2 separate regions of the Pan troglodytes genome follow, and region 1 is linked to region 2. A link is a contact called in public HiChIP or PLAC-seq data. All regions are on one chromosome and are shown on one strand. Each heading gives the region's core, a stretch centred on a gene start, on an enhancer-like site or on the middle of the called end of the contact. The rest is flanking DNA. Distances are from core to core; before and after follow the strand shown.

Evidence for each region. HiChIP or PLAC-seq counts read pairs in DNA pulled down with a chosen protein or histone mark.
Region 1: a contact with region 2 is called in an H3K4me3 HiChIP or PLAC-seq map of stem cell-derived excitatory neurons, with 5 times the contacts expected there. The contact joins the promoter of DCAF17 here to the promoter of TLK1 in region 2. A contact is called at or near these places in 1 of 7 Hi-C or Micro-C datasets (induced pluripotent stem cells), 1 of 1 datasets of contacts at active chromatin or transcription factors (stem cell-derived excitatory neurons) and 1 of 1 other capture datasets (stem cell-derived neural stem cells).

The regions. Positions count from the first base shown.
Region 1 is chr13:73,482,271-73,485,343 of NHGRI_mPanTro3-v2.0_pri, forward strand. DCAF17 (DDB1 and CUL4 associated factor 17) reads left to right here and starts at 1,671. Exons shown (of 15, transcript XM_063790565.1): 1 at 1,671-1,752; 2 at 2,596-2,699. It overlaps METTL8 (methyltransferase 8, tRNA N3-cytidine), which reads right to left and starts at 2,287. Exons shown (of 10, transcript XM_024354948.3): 1 at 2,160-2,287.
Region 2 is chr13:73,207,696-73,210,644 of NHGRI_mPanTro3-v2.0_pri, forward strand. It overlaps TLK1 (tousled like kinase 1), which reads right to left and starts at 1,260. Exons shown (of 21, transcript XM_001141231.8): 1 at 341-1,260. The coding sequence starts at 479.

The DNA.
Region 1 (3,073 bases), core at 421-2,920, 270 kb after region 2:
TGAATTTCATTTAAGCCAAAGAAAACCCAGTTATCTTTTCTGGGTTCCAGTTTTCTCAGTGACAGCTGCATTCATGAATTACCAAATTAACTATTGTAGCACTCTCTAAAAATATACAAAGCACTCTACCGTATGCTGTAAATAAGTCATGAAAAATCAGCAAAAGCTCGAGCCCTGAAGGAAATTCAGCAGGGTTAAAAAGAGATATGGCCAATTTTTACTAAACCCTTAAACTGTGACCCAACACACTCACCCAGTACTGTAAGTACTCACTTAATGTCATCAACAGATTTTTGGAAACCGACTGTAAGCAAAATGACATATAACAAAACCATTTTTACCATAGGCCAATTGATATAAACAAAAGTTAAGTTCCTATAACATATTTCTGGTCACAAAAACATCACCAAACTCCTAAATACAAACCAAAACACTTCTAATATTAAACATTGAAATAAATGGGAGCTATACATACATTTAAGGAAGATTAATAAAAACAAGTAAGATAGTTATTTATCTAATTATTCCAGTTCAGGGTCGAGGGTGGCTGAAGCCTATCCCCTCAGCTCAGGGTGCAAGGTGGGAACCAACCCTTGGACACGACGACATTCCATCGCAGGGAGCACTCACACTCACACTCAGACAGGAAACACAGACAAGGCCAATTCATCCAGCCTGCACTGAGATGTGGGAGGCAGTACCCTGCGGTACCTGGTGAAAACCCATGCAGACGTGGGGAGAAGGGGCAAGGTCCACACAAACAGTAGCCCCGGTAGGAAATTATTATTTTTTCTCATCAAGTTATACAAAATGACACTGAACGAAAAAATGCGATTCGAGGACCTGCTGTACTGTACTTTTTGCTCTGCCAGTCAGGTGCGATAGCTGGCTTTCTTTGAGCACCTATGAACAAGAGGTAGCATGCCCAAGTCCACGTGGGAGATACAGCGGCCCCACCCTTAAGGGACTTAGAGCAAGGCGGTGGGACACATGTGGTGCAAGCTTGCTGAAAGTTTAGTGTGCTGGGAACTTTGAACATACAGGCAGGGCTAGTTAACAAAGTATATCTTTTACTTAAAGACATCGACGAGGAATATCTTAGGCCGTCCAATAAGAATGTAAGCATTTCATATTTTATTCCCTATAAAGAAAAAAGAATGGAGGCGAGAGGAAATGAAATGAAGCAATTATCGCAAAACCAGTCAGTGTCCCCGCAGGCCACCCAAGGACGAGCCTCCGGGAAAGAGTAACTCAATCCCAGTTTGGAGGGTGAAACTAAGAGTGAATGGGAAGCCAGCATCTTCCTAATACAAAAGTACAGTTTACCGTCCCCCTCAGCCAACGTGCGGCTGAAGGGAAAGCCGCGGGGCGTACCTTTAGCACGGGACGCTACTTTGGGGGGATCGCCCTCGACACAGCGCCCCTCCCGGCACCTGGCCAGAACCTCCCAGGGCGAAGGTCGGGGCCGAGAAGCTTGTGAGTACAGGGGCAGTGAGGGAGGGATCCCTCAGCGCAGGGCGCACACACGGGGCGGAGACCTGGAGGCGGCAGCACCGCGCCCCCAGGGCTCTGCCCAGCTAGCCACTCGCAGCACAGAGAAGCGCGCCCGCAAGACAGCGCAGCCTCCGCGGGCCGGAGGAGGCGGGGCCGCGGCAGGCAGAGGCGGGGCCGGGCAAGCCCTCGCTCCCCGCCGCCTGACGGGAATTGTAGTTCCTGGGAGAACTCACGAGGCACTGGGAACTACATTTCCCGGTGAGAGAGCGGCTCCGGCCGGCCGCGCGGTACCGGAGCGTCGCACTGTCAGCGGCCAGAGAGCCTGGGAGGGGCAGATCAAAAAGGGAGTGCTTCTTCCCTTCTCTCCGTGCTGTGGCGGTGCAAGCGGCTCTGCTTTCCCTCGCCCCGCCGTCGGGTGCTCCCTGCCCGCCTCCCCGTGTCAGCTTTCCCTGGGCCCCGCCGGGAAAGTCTGGGCCTCGAAATTCGAAGGCAGCGGCGGCTGCCCAGCACGGGAGTGTGGGGCGCGCCACTCGGCGGCCCAGCCTCCCCAGGGCCCGGCCCGCGCCTCCATGGGCCCGACCCGGAAGCCCAACGTGTGCAGCCGGCTGAGTCGCCGGGCGCTGGGCTGCTTCTCGCGCGACGCAGGCGTGGTGCAGAGGACCAACCTGGGCATCCTGCGGGCGCTGGTGTGCCAGGTGACCGCCAGCCGGCCGGGGCGGGACGGAGGGCCGCGGGCGCCCGGCGGCCGAGCCTCCTGCGGGGATGTGGTTTTAACGCGCTGGGGCCTCCCTTTATAGGGTCACATGTGATGGGGAGGAGGATACAAGCCCGGAATCTGGGAGATTAGTCAATAGGTGGTAATAGGGCCACCAGCTGCTTTTAGTTTTACGCTTCTTATGTCTTACCTGGAAACAATTATTCTAAAAGTTGGTCACCTCATTAAGCCAAAACATGAGGGCAGAGTGGAGGAAGGATGCAAAAAGTTTTTAAATAATATAGGTGAAATTATGTTGCTTTGAAAATTTAAAATCTAACTTAAAAGTGGTCTACAGTGGAAGCCTAAGAGTTCTTTCCTGAACGGAAATTCTTTATGTCTTTTAGGAAAGTACTAAATTTAAGAATGTTTGGACAACTCATTCCAGGTCACCTATAGCCTATGAGAGAGGAAGAATATATTTTGACAATTATCGGCGCTGTGTCAGCAGGTAACTTTTTATTGATAATTTTGCTGTAATTCACCTCACTGTTGATCTTAACTATAATTTGTGTAGAACCACATGCCTACATTAGTGCCTAGTGAAATAGAATGAAAAAAATGGGTCCAAAATAAGACTAGGCAGTAAAAAATGCATGTAATTTTAGAATCTTGTTAAATCTAAAGTTGCAGGTGTCATTTTTGTAAATACCAACTTAAAGCAAAACTACAGTGCAGGCAAAACCACAGATTGTTCAGAGTACTGTTTAGTGTTTAATCTACTTACACCACAGTCAAGAAATCCAGTTGCCAATCAAATAATTAGATGCTGCTTTGGAGAATTGATGGATTGTGTTTTGGAAGTACTTGCCTTTTTTTTTTTTT
Region 2 (2,949 bases), core at 10-2,509:
ACTGAGTGTACTGGCAAATGGAGCAGAAAAGGGCTCGCGTCTGGGGGGAGGCTTCCCACCCTCGCAGGACTGGCTCCCAGGAACCCCAGGCGAGTCTGTGCGCCTCGCCCCGTCCCCACCAGCGCGCACCCCCTCGTCCGTCTCCTCCGCCACCCGCGAACCACCATCCACAGCCAGGGCACTACCTCCCCAGAGCCGGGGAGCCGGGCGGCCTCGCGTCCACCTCGCCACCATCCCCCACCCCAGGGTCTGGCGGAGAAGCCCCGGGGCGGGGGGGGCGCGGGGGTCCGCGGCGCGGGAGAGGAGGCCCGCGAGCGGGCGCGGGCGCGGCGGTGCTTACCTTCCCTGGGCCTCCCGGATGGCGGCGTGTGATTCAGCAGGGACCTGGCCGCCGCCGCCGAGCCCGGGGTTGGAGACGTGGAGAGCTGGGACCAAGATGGCGGCCCCTCCAAACTTCCACTGCTACTTTGGACACTCATCAAGCTACTTTCTGGGAACCCGACTCCCCCCCTGCGACGGCAGCGGCGGCAACGGCACCGGCACCCGCCTCCGTCATGGCGGGGGCCGCGCTGAGGGCGAGCGAGAGAGCGAGGGCTGGGAGGGGAGAGTCAAGGGGATGGGGGAGGAAACCGAGAAGAGGGGAGGTGGGGAGGAAAGAGGTGAGGGAAGGAGAGGGGACAGGGAGGAGGGAAAGGGGGAGAAGCGAGGGAGCGAGCGGGCGCGCCAGAGGAGAGGAGGAGGAAAGGAGCGCGGCGGCGGAGGCGTCGAGGGGGTGCCCACCCGACAGGGGTCGGAGCGCGGGCGGAGCGCGGGCTGCGCCGGCCGAGGACACTTCCGCGGGCGGAACCTGCCGGCACCTCTGCAGTGCGTCGGCCCCCGGCGTCGCCCGGGAGGCGGCGGCGGCGGGCTGTGGGTGGCGGCTGAGGCGGTGGGGTAACCTCTGCATCAGTTACAGGCGGCGGCGGCGTCACGCGCCGCCTGTGCAAACACTATCGCGAGGCTCCTGCGCCTCCGGTAGCGGCGGCGGCGGCGGCAGCGGCGGCCGCGGGAGCAGGCTTGGGGGAGGGACCTGCCAGGGGCTGGGGGGTGGGGGCATGGGGAAGGAGCGAGCGCGCGAGGGAAGAGACTAGAGCGCCGGGGCGCCCCTGCCGCACCCGCGGATCGCCGCGCGGCGCGGGAGCCCGGGGTTGCCGGACTCGCGTGCGCGGGGGCAGCGTCCCCGCGCCGGCCGGAGGGAGGCGCGCCCCCGCCGCGCCGCTCGGGCTCCAGCGCCGCTGCCACCTGACTCCCCCTGTCTCCCGCGGAAGCGCGCCTCTCTCCTGACCCACACCCAACCCGGGGAGAAATGCTGCTGCTGTCGCTCAGCTGCCGCTTCTCGGGAGTTCAATGTGATCGTTTCTCAAAATGGAACTGAAAAGTTGAGAGTTCCTTCTTTCTTGCTCCTCTGTACTGTGCAGAAAAACGTATGTGCGCCTCCCCGTCTGCAGAATGGGAATAATGACCGAATAAAAGAGCTAGGAAAATAAACATGGGTAGTGGGAGAGTTGGGAAATAAAACTTTCTCGTGTTTTCTAAAAAAGAGTGAAGAATCTTTAATGAGGAAATTGAAAATTACCAGTTTTGTAGACTGTATGGTATAGCAATTCTTTGTTTTAAAACAGTAAGTGGAAAATCTAAATGAAAAATGTGATTACTGAATCACATATTTAGGAAAACTATACAGCGTTCATCTTGCAGGAGGTATGGTTTCTAGAAACTTCTAATTTGTTTCTAGTGTCTCCGCTGAGTCCCGACTACAAAAATCCCAAAATAAATAACAGCATTTGCTAAAATTTATAGATAGAGTGTAGCTTTCTACAGACCCACACAAGTATACTCACACCAGGGATTGGGCTTCTTGTACATAAAAGAGCACTCTAGTTCAGGAAAAGTACAACAAGGTTATTTCTCTCTTTAGAAAACCAAATTGAATAGAGCACTAAAAAGATTATGATATAGCGCTACTGCACAGACAAGAGGAAATGGCATGATTACCAGGGGGACAAAAATGTCGTTTCTATTTTTTATTTTTATGACTTCGCATTTCTCATAGTAATGTTTTGTTCAGATAAACTATCATACTAGAAAAGAACCTTGATTGTCAGTTATCTCCAGAAGTAATTGTAATTGCCTTGTGCTTTAGATACTTCAGTGAGTTTTTAGTCTTGTCTGCTTTTCAAACTTAAGAGGGACATCTCACAACTTTATTGAGGTATAATTGACAAAATAAACTGCACATATTTAAAGTGTACAATTATTGGCCAGGTGCGGGGGCTCACGCCTGTAACCCCAGCACTTTGGGAGGCCGAGGTGGGCGGATCACGAGGTCAGGAGTTTGAGACCAGCCTGGCCAACATGGTGAAACCCCATCTCTACTTAAAATACAAAAATTAGCTGGGTGTAGCAGCACGCACCTGAAGTCCCAGCTACTCGGGAGGCTGAGGCAGGAGAATCGCTTGAACCCGGGAGGCAGAAGTTGCGGTAAGCCTAGATCGCAACATTGCACTCCAGCCTGGGCGACAGAGCGAGACTCCTAGACTCTGTCTCAAAAAAATAAAAATAAAGTGTACAATTTGATAAGTTTTGATGTGTATACATCCCTGAAACCACTTCTACAAGGAAGATGGTGAATGTATCTATCACCCTCCAAAGTTTCCTCTTTGTGGTTCCTCCTCCACTCTACTTCCATTCTCTCCAACCACAGATCTTTCTGTCATATGGGTAGCTTGCCATTTCATAGAATTTTAGATAAATGCAGGCCATAAAGTCAATTTGTACTCTTGTCTGGCTTTGGTTTTGTTTTTTTTGTTTGTTTGTTTTTTGTTTTTTTGAGACAGAGTCTTACTCTGTTTTGCCCAGGCTGGAGTGCCATCTCGGCTCACTGCAGCCTCCGCCTCCCAGGTTCAAATG